Regions from separate parts of the Macaca mulatta genome. Here region 1 is linked to region 2. Evidence: chromatin contacts called from public Hi-C data. All regions are on one chromosome and are shown on one strand. Each heading gives the region's core, a stretch centred on a gene start, on an enhancer-like site or on the middle of the called end of the contact. The rest is flanking DNA. Distances are from core to core; before and after follow the strand shown.

Region 1 (7,322 bases), core at 4,517-7,016, 36 kb after region 2:
TAGGAGCAGATCATTCATTGTTGGCACCTCAACACCCAGCCATGGGTGGGGAGCTCAAGGCCTCCCCACCCCAGGCAGGTCATCCTGGGCTCCCCTTGCTCCCCAGAAGTGGTTCCAGCTTTTGTTCCTCTACCTCCCAGCCTGCCCCCAGTCACAAACTGGGAGTTCAGTTCAGGATCCTTCCTGCAGGAAGGGCCACAAGTGTGCTGACACTACCCGCCACGTCCCAGCCATGGGAAGAGATGGCTCAGGCATTTCCCCAGTAACTTCAGAGGGTCCCCAGGTATTATTTGTGCCCATCCTCCAGCTAGAAGTTAAAATTCAGGACCTTCCAGCCAATAGTGCAAACAGGTATACTGGCCGGGCATGGTGGCTCATGCCTGTAATCACCATATTTTGGGAGGCTGAGGCGGGAGGATCACTTGAACCTAGGAGTTTGAGTCCAGCCTGGGTACCATACCAGGACCCCATCTCAAACATAAATAAATAAATAAAACAGGTATACTAACAACTGTCCCCACCCTCCTGCCTATGGGGTTCATGAGTCTCCGTGCCCACCCCTCCTCACCAGGAGGGGTCCCAAATATCACTCTACCGTGCTCACCATCTGGCTGTAGGAAAGGGCATTCCCGATCTAAGAGAGAGGATTTGACACTGACTCCCACCTGGCGCTGTGAGTTCTGGAATGCAGGTTTTCTTCTCCCCAGAAGGCAAGCTAGGGTCTTCTTGTCTTTCCCCAGTGACTTGGGAGGGATGCCAGACATTATTTGTTGCATATTCTTATCCCCCAGACATGGGTTCTAGAGCTCAGAATGCTGCTGCTGGAGGGGGGCCTCCCCTACCAGAACTCCCCCCGATAAATTAAGCTGCCACCCCCAAGTATAGGACAAGAATTCAGGCCATGTGCTCAGGAGCACAAGAACGCTGACACCCACACTGTTCCCCATGTGGTGACCTCCAGCAAGGTGGTAGGAACCCAGGACTGTCTCCTCCACAGGACCCCAGCTTCCCATAAGAGGAGCCCAGGATGGAGAGAGGGGCAGAGCCATGGAGTTGGGGACTAGAAACCTCTAGTGCCGGGTCTCATGACCTCTGTCCAGGTTCGGGGCTGAAAGGGGAGGGTCCTACCATGTCCCACCTGGGTCCCTCAACTCCCTGCCCTGGCTGGGGTAAGTCAGAAATCTCCCTGCAGTCAGATACAAGGGAAACATCCACGTGTATGCTCAGAAGTGAGTGGGAGTTGGCCAGGCACAGTGGCTCATGCCTGTAATCCCAGCATTTTCTGAGGCCGAGGTCAGAGGTTTGCTTGAGTCCAGGAGTTTGAGACCAGCCTGGGCAACGTAACGACACCCCATCTCAAAAAAGAGAGAGTGAGAAAGGAAGGAATGAAGGAAGGAAGGAGAGAGGGAAAGAAGGAAGGAGAGAGGGAAGGAAGGAAGGAGAGAGGGAAGGAAGAAAGGAGAGAAAGAGAAAGAAAAGAAGAAAGAAAGAAAGAAAAAGAAAGAAAGAAAGAAAAAGAAAGAAAGAAAGAAAGAAAGAAAGAAAGAAAGAAAGAAAGAAAGAAAGAAGGAGAAAGAGAGAAAGAAAGAATTGAGGTTAGTTGAGTGTGGTGTATCTGTAATTCCAGCTACTTGGGAGGCCCAGGTGGGAGGATCACTTGAGCCCGGGATTTCCATACTGCAGTGAGCTATGATCACATCACTGCACTCTAGCCTGGGTGACAGAGTGAGACCCCATCTCAAAAAAATAAAAATAAAGAAGTGGGGCTGGGCGCGGTGGCTCACGTCCGTAATCCCAGCACTTTGGGAGGCTGAAGGGGTGGATCACCTGAGGTCAGGAGTTTGAGACCAGCCTGGCCAACATGGTGAAATCCTGTCTCTACTAAAAATGCAAAAATTAGCCAGGTGTGGTGGCGAACGCCTGTAATCCCAGCTACTCCCGAGGCTAAGGCAGGAGAGTTGTTTGAAACTGGGAGGCAGAGGTTGCAGTGAGCCGAGATCCTGCCATTGCACTCCAGCCCTAGGGACACAAAAAGACCCCATCTCAAAAAAAAAAAAAAAAAAAAAGTGGGTTCTGAGGGCACAACCGGGTCCCCTTTCTCATCCCTAACCAGACTCCAAAAGACACCCCCGCTCCCCTAGAACCCACCTACCCTCTACCCTCTATTCTTGCCCTTGCAGGTCCTGCCCCAGAAGCTGCCGGCACATCCACGCCTGAAATGCGGCGCTCAGTCCTGGTCAGGAACCCAGGCCACAAAGGCCTGAGACCCGTTTATGAAGAGCTTGACTCTGATTCCGAGGACCTAGACCCCAATCCTGAAGATCTGGACCCGGTTTCTGAAGACCCAGAGCCTGATCCTGAAGACCTCAACACTGTCCCGGAAGACGTGGACCCCAGCTATGAAGATCTGGAGCCCGTCTCGGAGGATCTGGACCCCGACGCCGAAGCTCCGGGCTCGGAACCCCAAGATCCCGACCCCATGTCTTCGAGTTTCGACCTCGATCCAGATGTGATTGGCCCCGTACCCCTGATTCTCGATCCTAACAGCGACACCCTCAGCCCCGGCGATCCAAACGTGGACCCCATCTCCCCTGGCCTCACTGCCACCCCCCAGGTCTTGGCCACCAGCCCCGCGGTGCTCCCCGCCCCCGCCAGCCCGCCCCGGCCCTTCTCCTGCCCGGATTGCGGGCGAGCCTTCCGCCGCAGCTCCGGGCTGAGCCAGCATCGCCGCACCCACAGCGGTGAGAAGCCGTACCGCTGCCCCGACTGCGGGAAGTCCTTCAGCCACGGTGCCACCCTGGCGCAGCACCGTGGCATCCACACCGGGGCGCGGCCGTACCAGTGCGCGGCATGCGGCAAGGCCTTCGGCTGGCGCTCCACGCTGCTGAAACATCGCAGCAGCCACAGCGGGGAGAAGCCGCACCACTGCCCGGTGTGTGGCAAGGCCTTCGGGCACGGCTCGCTCCTGGCGCAGCACCTGCGCACGCACGGCGGCCCGAGGCCCCACAAGTGCCCGGTGTGCGCCAAGGGCTTCGGCCAGGGCTCTGCGCTCCTCAAACACCTGCGCACGCACACGGGCGAGCGGCCCTACCCGTGTCCGCAGTGCGGCAAGGCCTTCGGGCAGAGCTCGGCGCTGCTGCAGCACCAGCGCACACACACGGCCGAACGCCCCTACCGCTGCCCCCACTGCGGCAAAGCCTTCGGGCAGAGCTCCAACTTGCAACACCACCTGCGCATCCACACGGGCGAGCGGCCCTACGCCTGCCCGCACTGCTCCAAGGCCTTCGGGCAGAGCTCAGCGCTGCTCCAGCACCTGCACGTGCATTCGGGCGAGCGTCCCTATCGCTGTCAGCTCTGCGGGAAGGCCTTTGGCCAGGCCTCCAGCCTCACCAAGCACAAACGGGTGCATGAGGGTGCAGCCGCTGCTGCAGCTGCCGCGGCTGCCGCAGCTGCAGCAGCGGCGGCCGGCCTGGGCCTAGGGCCTGGCCTAAGCCCTGCATCCATGATGAGGCCGGGGCAGGTCTCCCTCCTGGGTTCTGATGCTGTTTCTGTGCTCGGCTCTGGCTTGGGCCTCAGCTCTGGCACCAGCTCTGGCCGTAGCTCTGACCCTGGCTCCGGGCCGGGCACTCTGCCGGATCCCAGCTCCAAACCCCTCCCCCGCTCCAGATCCACCCCCAGCCCTACTCCTGTGGAATCTTCTGACCCGAAGGCTGGGCACGACGCTGGTCCTGACCTTGTGCCCAGCCCAGACCCTGATCCTGCGCCCAGCCCAGACCCTGATCCTGTGCCCAGCCCTGATCCCAACCCTGTGTCCCACCCTGACCCCTGCTCTCCCACTGGTGACACTGTCAGCCCAGCCCTCCCTACCGGCGAGAGTCCAGAGTGGGTACAGGAGCAAGGGGCACTGCTGGGGCCTGATGGCTGAAGGGGACTCCGGCATCCTCCAGGGCCTGGGGAAGTTGTGTGTTGTGCAGTTAGTAAAATCCTCCCACTGCCTCCGGCTTCTGTGTCGTGGCTTGCCGTTTGTGCTTTCTTTCTGAGCACAGCCCCTTGCTCCAGAGATGGGACAGTGTGGCCAGGGCCAGCCACGATCTGGAGCTCCAGTGTCCTGGCTTCCTTCTTAGGCCCTGGAGTCCCACCAGCTAGACTTTCCAGTTTAACCCACAATGCCTCACCCTGGTCCATCCCACTAGTCACCACTCTTTGTTCCCCTCACTTACCCCTTGCTCTTCAAAGCCCACACAGTAGGCACACAAGTGGACAAAAAGAGGCTGCTCATGTACGCAATCAACAAACATCTCTGGATTGCTGGGGTCTCTGCAGGAAGCAGAAAAACAGGTTGCTCATTTATGCAATCAACAAACATCTCTGGATTGCTGGGGTCTCAGCAGGGAACAAGATAAGTATGGCCTCGACCTGCACGGAGCTCGCAGATATTAAATCCAGAATACTTAAAAAATAATTACAGGGTATGGTATATTCTAGGAGAAGCATAACAAGACTTCTGATATAAATGGTAGGCAGTTTTCTCAATGAAGGATTTTATAATCCCAATAATCACTAACTTAATAATCAGTACTGTTTGCCCAGCCTTATGCAATAGCTTTTGCATTCTCTCATTTAATCTTCTCAACAGTCCCAGGAGGTAGACGACTTTGATTGAATCTCCGCATTTTGCAAATGAGAAAATTGAGGCACATATGTATATGTTTTTTGTTTGTTTTGTTTTGTTTTAGACAGTCTTGCTCTGTTGCCCAGGCTGGAGTGCAGTGGTGTGGTCATAGTCACTGCAACCTCGACCTCCTGGGCTCAAGCGATCCTCCCACCTTAGCCTCCTGAGTAGCTGGGATTGCAGGTGCATGCCACCACCCACTGCGCTCAGCTTGGAGTTGAAGGGACTTTGGAAGATGTAGAAGTGGCATTTGTCAGTGCCTAGATTTAAATCCCAATTGCCCTCCAGAGTCCAAATTCTTAACCATTACGCTCCAGGGCAAAAGTTTGCAAAGGCTCTGGCACTATAGAAAGATGAGCTTTGGGTGGAGGTAGGGGCCAAATCAGAGGGCCCTGATAGACGAGAGTGGGGACTCTGCCTGTCAGTCCAGAGCAATGGGAAGCCGAGGGCAGGTTCTCGCAGGACGGATAGGCAGTATTCTTTGAAGATGCTTGTGGCTGCTGGGCCGAGAGTGGAGTGGAGGGAGGCTGAGATCGGGGAGGAGGTTGCTGCAAAGATCCAGGCCAGGAATGTTGGAAGACTCTGGGCTGGGGGCCATAGGGGTGGGGATAAGTGGTTCTATTTGATATATAATTAGGAAATCGTGTTTGCTGAAGATCCGCAGGAGAAGGGTAAAAGGAGTTTCTGGGAGAAAGAAAGCGTTGAGAGAGTACGCAGGGTCATCACCAGGCACCAACGAGGATAAGGGGTCAAGCTCTGGACATGGAAGTCACGAGCCTGGCACCGGATTCGGGGGACGGCCGGGAGCCAGGGCGGAGCTCGTCGCTGCCAAGCTCAGAGTCAGCCCATCCCCCGCCACCCAGAGCACGTCGGCGCTAGGACCTGGCGACTGCCTTCGACCCAGAGGGCGCCCGTCGAGGCACGCATGCGCGCTGTTCCGGCAGGCGTTGTCGTGGCGCAGGGGGCGGGACCAGAGGCGGTCACGTGAGGGGCCCTGGGCTACGGGGTCACGTGACCGAGGCACCGATCAGCTGATGCCGGAGGGTTTGAAGCCGCGCCGCGAGGGAGCGAGGTCGCAGTGACAGCGGCGGGCGATCGGACCCAGGCTGCCCCGCGGTACCCGCCTGCGTCGTGCGCACCCGCCCCAGCATGACAGACCCGGCGGGTCCGCGCGGCTCAGGTGAGGGCGCGGGCGGCACCGTGGGGCCCGGAACTCAGGCGGGCGGGCTGCTTCTCCGACCTGGGGCGGCGGAGCTCCCAGTCTCTTTTTTTCTAAGCTCCAGCGCTGACTTTTCAGCCTCCCCACGGTGGAGAAATGGGCAGACGGCTCCTAGAACTTGGGCGGCGGGTGGGCACCAGCCTCTCCGATTCTCCCTCCTGAAGCCAGGCTATGCTGGGTTCCCAAACTCAAGCAGCGATCGCGCCGGGCCGCCAGCTTCTCCCTTTGGGGCGGCGAGGTTCCTGGGATTTCCACTGGGAGCCTAGGTTCCGATTGCTCAACTTCGGCTGGAACTCAGACAGCGGGCACCAGCTTCTCCAACCCGCGCGTGAGACTCCCAGCCTTCCCCTCCCGATTCCAGGAGACAAATGCTCAGCTACCCTAAACTCAAGCGGGGAGAGCTGGAGGGATTACTCCCAGGAGATTAACTCAGTTTTAGCTTTGCAAACCTGGGGAAGCGCAGCCTTCTTAAATTCGGTCTTCCAGCCAATTCTGATGCCACCCCTTCTCGGGGAGGCTAGAGGAAGACCCCTTGTGTTAGCTTCCCCTTCTGGAGCTAGCTGGGGACCCCTACCTGATAGGTGTCCCGGGGTCCCAGCTAGTAGGGTCTGGGGTGGGTTAGCTGTAATCTCAGCTCTGTAGGCGGGCCCTGCTCTCTGACTTTGTGGTAAACAGCCACAGCAGCATCCCATTACAAAGGGAGGGGCCGGGAACTTGTCCCTCTCTGCATGGGAGGTTCTGACAGTGCACACATTTATCCTGACAGCTTTGCTAGGCAGGGGGCCAGGCCCTAGAAAGCACATCCCCATGGGGGTGTGACAGGGAGTTCTGGGCTACTGTGACCGGTTTGGACTCCAGCAGTTGCTGAAACCTTAGATCTCACAGTTAGGCTGGAAAAAAAATAAAATAGTGATTAGAACAGCTTGTGTTTGCGGAAAGGTCTTTATCTGCTGTGTCTCACTGAATTCTCAGAGCAGCTTCAGGATCTCAACCTCAGGGCTCAGGGGGAGGGTGGACTTTTTTTTGAGACTTTTTTTTTGTTGTTACCCGGGCTGTAGTGCAGTGGCATAATCCTAGCTCATTGTAACATTGAACTCCTGGGTTCAAGTGACCTCCCAACTCAGCCTCCCAGGTAGAAGGAGTCCCAGCTACTAACTACGGGCATGAGCTGTCACCACACCTGACTATTTAAATTTTTTTTTTTTTTTTTTTTTTTTTGTAGAGAGGGAGGTCTCGCTGTATAACCTAGGCTGGTCTCAAACTCTGGGCTCAAGCAATCATCCCACCTTGGCCTCCCAAAGCCGTTGGGATAACAGGATGAGCCACTGAGCCCAGCCAAGGGGTAGCCTTTATAAAATTTCCACTCTTCAAATGAGGAGATGGAGGCTCAGGGTGGTACCTGGAGTCACCCTACTGGAAAGTGGCAGGTCT
Region 2 (6,784 bases), core at 296-2,795:
CCCCCGCCACACCGAGTCATAAGAGATTTGAATGGAATCTAAATGCCTAGCCACCAGTACACCCCCTAGTACAATCTAAATGTCTACCTATAAGAGACCAGTGGGGACAAGCTAAGAGTCCAGACTCAGGGGCATGGATGGCATAACCTAAATGCTCAACCATATGGGACTTGATTGGAACTTAAAACTGTCTAGCCATAGGGAGAGTCTTACAATATCCTAAATCCCCACATGAGATTGTTTGGGACAATCCAGCGATCAACTACAGTGGCCTGGTCAGATCCTAAATGTCCAAACATGGGAATCTGTTTGGTATGTAAACGTCCAGCTAGGCTGGGTTGGTGCAAACGATCTAAATGACCAACTGGGGTTTTGTTGGAATCCATCACTGCTTAGGCATGGCAGGGTCCAGGACACGGTGGGTTCTTTGGTCTACGCTGGCTGAAAAAACCTAAATGCCCACCTATAGGTGATCTGGTTGGAAATGAATGTCCAGCCACAGGGGAGCCCTGCAACACCCCAAATCCCAACATGAGATTGTTCAGGACAACGCAGGGACTGACTTCAGTGGTCTGGTCAGATCCAAAACGTCCAAACACGAGAATCTGGCCAGTGTGTCAATGTCCGGCCAGGCTGGGTTGACAGAAATGATCTTAATGTCCAACGTTGGCCGGGCGCGGTGGCTCACGCCTGTAATCCCAGCACTTTGGGAGGCCGAGGCAGGAGGATCACTTGAGGTGAGGAGATCGAGACCATCCTGGCTAACACGGTGAAACCCCCGTCTCTACTAAAATTACAAAAAATTAGCAGGGCGTGGTGGAGGGCGCCTGTAGTCCCAGCTACTCGGGGGACTGAGGCAGGAGAATCGCTTGAACCCGGGAGGCGGAGGCTGCAGTGAGCTGAGATCCGGTCACTGCACTCCAGCCTAAATAAATAAATAAATGTCCAATGCTAGGTCACCGCGTTTGAGCCTAGCTCGGACGCGGCTTCTGCGACGGAGTATCTTGGGCGACTCTTTCCCCTCTCTGGCCTGTTTCCCCGTCTCTGAGCTTGGGCCAAACTCTAGGCCCTCCGGCCCCGGTCCGCCCCTTCCTCACCAGGCGGTCCCGGCCCCTGTACGACTCCAGCGCCGACGCCAGGCCGCTCAGCGACGCCATGGCAACTCCGTGACGTCACCGCGACGTCGGCGCGTCGCACCAGGGGGCGGGGCCAGGCCGGGGTCCCGGGAGCGCCCCAAAGGCCTGCGCGCAGGCGCGGTCGCAGGCCTTTGTCCCCGGTCCGGCTTCTTGTCCGCTGTAGGGGAGGGACAGAGTTTGCAGAGGTGGGGACGACACGTGTGTGCTTTCCAAGCCTGCAGACCCCGGATGATCCTCGGAGCTTGCTGCATTCGGCCCCACGGCGGTTTGGCCAACTACCCACGCACAAAAAAGTATATTTCCAAGTTTAACCAGCTACCCACACGCTCCCAAAATACTCCAAGCAAAACCACCAACCTGTTAGCAATGGCTCAAGGAGAGATTTTCCTTTTTAATTTTTGTGCTTCACCTTTTCTGCACTGTCTGCTTGCTTGTGGTGAGCAGGAATGACTGCTGTAATATCACAACAAGGCATCTTTCGACGTTAAGGAAATGCATAGAATTGTTCTAGAATGCACAAGAACTGTAACTGGACTTTCTCCAGAAAAGGTAACCCGCGTGATTGGGGAAAATATTACATTTTCACCTTTATGCCATTTTGTAGCTGTTAAATTTTGTGCAATATGCTTGTATCATCTCGTGGAAAAAAAGTCAAATACCATTTTCACCCGTTTTTGTTTGTTATTGAGGTAAAATTCGCACAAGATGAAATTAACCATTTAAAAATGCACAATGTTTGGCCAAGCGCGTTGGCTCGCTCCTGTAATCCCAGCACTTTGGGAGGATCACCTGAGGTCAGGAGTTCGAGACCAGCCTGGCCAAGATGGTGAAACCCCCATCCCTACAAATATACAAAAAAAAAAAAAAAAAAAAAAAAATTAGCCAGGCATGATGGCCGGCGCCTGTAATCCCAGCTACTTGGGAGGCTGAGGCGGAAGAATCGGTTGAACCCTGGAGGCGGAGGTTGCAGTGAGCCAAGATCAGGCCATTGCACTCCAGCCTGGGAGAGAGAGAGACTCCGTCTCAAAAAATAAAATAAATAAAAAATAAGACCGGGCTCGGTGGCTCACGCCTGTAACCCCAGGACTTTGGGAGGCCCAGGTGGGCGGATCACGAGGTCAGGAGATCTAGACCATCCTGGCTAACACAGTGAAACCCCATCTCTACTAAAAATACAAAAAAATAAGTAGGCATGGTGGCCGGCGCCTGTAGTCTCAGCTACTTGGGAGGCTGAGGCAGGAGAATGGCGTGAACTCGGGAGGCGGAGCTTGCAGTGAGCCGAGATCGGGCCACTGCACTCCAGCCTGGGCGACAGAGCGAGACTCTGCCTCAAAATAAATAAATAAAAAAAAATAAAAATGCACAATTCAATGACATTTAGTACATGCCCATGTTGTACAACCATCACCCTTTGCTAGTTTCAGAGTATTTTTATCACCCTGAAAAGAGACCCCCGTAGGAGACCAGCATATGCCACTCTGAAATACGCGACTTTGGTATAGGATTATTTTGAGCTGAGATCAATGGAGCTGATACTGGAAAAGCTCTCTGCTTTTCCCTGATTTGCCTCAAAGCAGGACCTAAATGTACAAAGGTGCCCTCCTCCCCTCTCTACCGGGAAGGACAAAGGTTGATTTATCACCAGGGACACCTTTAGACTCTTGTCTGAGACGTCTTTTTTTTTTTCTTTCTTTCTTTTTTTTTTTTTTTTTTTTTTTTGAGACGGAGTCTCGCTCTGTCACCCAGGCTGGAGTACAGTGGCCGGATCTCAGCTCACTGCAAGCTCCGCCTCCCGGGTTTACGCCATTCTACTGCCTCAGCCTCCCGAGTAGCTGGGACTACAGGCGCCCGCCACCACGCCCGGCTAATTTTTTGTATTTTTTTAGTAGAGACGGGGTTTCACCGTGTTAGCCCGGATGGTCTTGATCTCCTGACCTCGTGATCCGCCCGTCTCGGCCTCCCAAAGTGCTGGGATTACAGGCTTGAGCCACCGCGCCCGGCCTTTTTTTTTTTTTTCTTTGAGAGGGAGTCTTGCTCTGTTCCCAAACCTAGAGTGCAGTAGCGCCATCTCTGCTCACTGCATCCTCTGCTTCCCTGGTTCAAGCAATTCTCCTGCCTCGGCTTCCCGAGTAGCTGGGATCACAGGTGTGCACCACTGTGCCCGGCTAATTTTTGTATTTTTGGTAGAGTCGGGGTTTCACCACATTGGCCAGGCTGGTCTCAAATTCCTGGCCTCAAGTGATCTCCCCGCCTCGGCCTCCCAAAGTGCCGGGATTACAGGCATGAGCCACTGCACCCGGCCTCAATGTCTTTTTCCTTCGTCTTGTCACTTCTCCCAACATTTGCTGCTCTATGTTGAAAGTGCTATCTAAGGCCGGGCGCGGTGGCTCACGCCTGTAATCCCAGCACTTTGGGAGGCCGAGACGGGCAGATCACGAGGTCAGGAGATCGAGACCATCCTGGCTAACACGGTGAAACCCCATCTCTATTAAAAAATACAAAAAAAAAAAACCTAGCCGGGCGAGGTGGCGGGCGCCTGTAGTCCCAGCTACTCAGGAGGCTGAGGCCAGAGAATGGCGTGAACCCGGGAGGCGGAGCTTGCAGTGAGCTGAGATCCGGCCACTGCACTCCAGCCTGGGCGACAGAGCGAGACTCCGTCTCAAAAAAAAAAAAAAAAGAAAGAAAGTGCTATCTAAGCAGGAGTTATATAAGCTATATAAGCCACCTCATTTCTCTTGGCATCTCCCATGTATACATAAGGTATACATGTTAATAAATTTGTTTTTCCCTTGTTAATTCTTTTTTTTTTTTTTTTTTTTTGAGACAGGGTCTCACTCTGGGAGGAACCAAATGTGTAGATGTGAGGCCACCACATGTGTGCTCTCTGGGTCCGAGGACCCAGGATGATCCCCAGAGCTTGCTACATTCTGCCCCATGGTAGCATGACCAACTACCCACAAAAAAGGGTAGAGTGCAGTGGCACGATCTTAACTCACTGCAGCCTTGAACTCCTGGGATCAAGCGATCCTCCCACCTCAGCCTCCTGAGTAGCTGGGACCACAGGTGTCCGCCACCACGAGTGGCTAATTTCTTTTTATTTTTTGTAGAAATGGAGTCTCACCGTGTTACCAAGGCTGGCCTTGAGCCCTGGGCTTAAGCAGTCTTCCCACCTCGACCTTCCAAAGTGCTGGAACTACAGGTGTGAACCACTGCGCCTGCCCCTGTTAATTCTTTCATTGCAAGGATCCATCACAGCTAAGAATTAAGAATAAAGCAAAAAGTATTTTTCCTCCTCTACACCCTGTTCCCATAAAGCAATCACTCAATTCCTCCCTCCTCCCAGCCCCTGCAACCACTAATCTGCATTCTCTGCTGTCTCTATTTTTACCTCTTCTTGATTTTTTTTTTTTTTTTTTTTTTTTTGAGACAGAATCTCACTCTGTTGCCCAGGCTGGAGTACAGTGGCGTGATCTCAGCTTACTGCAGCCTCTGCCTCCCGGGTTCAAGCAATTCTCCTGCCTCGGCCTCCCAAGTGGCTGAGAGTACAGGTGCGTGCCACCACACCCAGCTAATTTTTGCATTTTTAGTAGAGACAGATTTCACGATGTTGGCCAGGCTGGTCTTGAACTCTTGACCTCAAGGGATCTGCCCGCCTCGGCCTTCCAAAGTGCTGGGATTACAGGCATGAGCCACTATTCCTGGCCTTCTTGATATTTCATACAAATGGAATCATACAATATGTGACCATATGTGTTGGCCTCTTCCACCAAGCATAATGGGCTGTTTTGATATTTGCTTGTTGTTGTTGAGACAGGGTCTTGCTCTGTCACGAGGCTGGAGTGCAATGGTGCGATCATAGCTCACTGCAGCCTCGAACTCCTGGGCTTGAGAGATCCTCCTGCCTCGGCCTCCACATTGTCTGGGACTACAGGTGCACGCCACCACATCTGGGCAATTTTTAAAATTTTTCTTTTGTAGAGATGGGGTCTTGCTATGTTCACCAGGCTTCAACCTCCTGGACTCAAGGGATCCTCCTGCCTTGGCCTCCCAAAGTGCTGGGATAATAGGTGTGAGCCACCGCACCCAGCTGAGCATAATGGTGTTGAGGTTCATCTAAGTTGCAGTATGTATCAGAATTTCATTCCACTTGCAGCTGTATAACATTGCGCCATGTGGATGGACCACATTTTGTTTATGCACGCATCAGCTGATGGTCCTTTGGGCTGTTTCTGCCTTTTAATGATCATGAGTAAGTACAGCTAGAAACATTCGTGAATATGTAGTTGCAGTCCCTGGATTCAGTTCCTTTGGGTCCATACCTAGAAGTGGGGTTGCTGGGTCATTTGCTAACTCTGTTGAACTTTTTGAGTAATTGCCCAACTGTTTCCCACAGTAACGGTATCATTTTCCATCCCCACTAGCGTTACACAAGGGTTCCAGTTTCGCCACGTCCTCGCAACATCCTTTTTTGATTATGATAACCATCGTAGTAGGTGTGCAGTAGTATCCCGTTGTGGTTTTGTTTTGCCTTTTCCTGATGACTCACGATGTTAACCAACTTTTTGTTTGTTTGTTTGTTTGTTTGTTTTTTGAGACAGAGTCTCACTCTATTGCCTAGGCTGGAGTGCAGTGGCGATCTCAGCTCACTGCAACCTCCACCTCCCAGGTTCAAGCGATTCTCGTGCCTCAGCCTCCCAAGTAGCTGGGATTACAGCACACCCACCACTGTGCCCGGCTAATTTTATATTTTTAGTAGAGCTGGGGTTTCGCCCTGTTGGCCAGGCTGGTCTCAAACTCCTGACCTCGGGGAATCCGCCCACCTCGGCCTCCCAAAGTGCTGGGATTACAGGCATGAGCCACTGCGCCCAGCCGGGAGGTCACTGTTTTCGCAGCTGAAAAACCCAAGCCAAGCCAGCTGCAGTGGCCTGTGCCTGTGGTCCCAGCTACTCAGGAGGCTGAGGCACAAGAATCAATTGAATCCAGGAGGTGGAGGTTGCAGTGAACCGAGATCACGCCAATGCACTCCAGCCTGGGCGTCAGCAAGACCCATCTCTAAAAAAGTTAAAAAAAAAAAAAAAATCCAAAGCCAAGGTGCAGACATGCAGAGGAAAGAGGCTTCTGGCTGCAAAGCCTGCTGCTGCGTGAATGAGCAGATCCCTCCTCTCGAGCCCAACAGCCTTGGAACAGCGCAGTGCATTTGCCCGAGTGCTTCCTGTGTGCCAGGTCCTGTTCTGGGCAACAGAGATACAGCAGTGAGCTTTGCAGACACAGCCCAGCCCTCCCAGCGTCCCCCCTCTGGCTAGGTCTGAGCTCGACCTTTGAAACAGACCCAGGAGCTGGCCTGGTGTTCACAGCTGGCCTTGGTGTTGCTAGGAGCTGGCCTGGCAGTCCAAGCAGGGCCCTGGTGTCCTCCTGCTGGACATAAACAATCTCACATGACGCCGACATCAGACAAGGCCACTCTGTGACTGTGGCAGAGCAAGACAAAACAAGCCTGCTCCGTAATCATGTCTGAACACAGGCAAAACACGAACACTGTCCACACCATCAGAGTAACTGGACCTCCTCTGCTGCCAGCTAATACCAGTGACGGCTGTTCCTTACCAAGCACAGCTTTAGTCTTCCAACTTCTTTCCTTCCTTCCTTCC

What was found. Hi-C and Micro-C count contacts between places; a contact is called where the count stands out from the background.
Region 1: a contact with region 2 is called in a Hi-C map of liver, with 1.8 times the contacts expected there. The contact joins the promoter of MCOLN1 here to the promoter of PEX11G in region 2. A contact is called at or near these places in 2 of 14 Hi-C or Micro-C datasets (cortical neurons and liver).

What each region holds. Positions count from the first base shown.
Region 1 is chr19:8,411,909-8,419,230 of T2T-MMU8v2.0, forward strand. MCOLN1 (mucolipin TRP cation channel 1) reads left to right here and starts at 5,767. Exons shown (of 14, transcript NM_001260540.1): 1 at 5,767-5,852. The coding sequence starts at 5,822. LOC144337053 (a long non-coding RNA gene) reads right to left here. Exons shown (of 2, transcript XR_013409676.1): 1 at 7,154-7,322; 2 at 5,696-6,988. ZNF358 (zinc finger protein 358) reads left to right here. Exons shown (of 2, transcript XM_077979750.1): 2 at 2,181-4,001. The coding sequence starts at 2,219. The coding sequence ends at 3,925.
Region 2 is chr19:8,380,554-8,387,337 of T2T-MMU8v2.0, forward strand. PEX11G (peroxisomal biogenesis factor 11 gamma) reads right to left here and starts at 1,546. Exons shown (of 5, transcript XM_015122671.3): 1 at 1,494-1,546. SAXO5 (stabilizer of axonemal microtubules 5) reads left to right here and starts at 1,299. Exons shown (of 9, transcript XM_028839561.2): 1 at 1,299-1,685. The coding sequence starts at 1,649.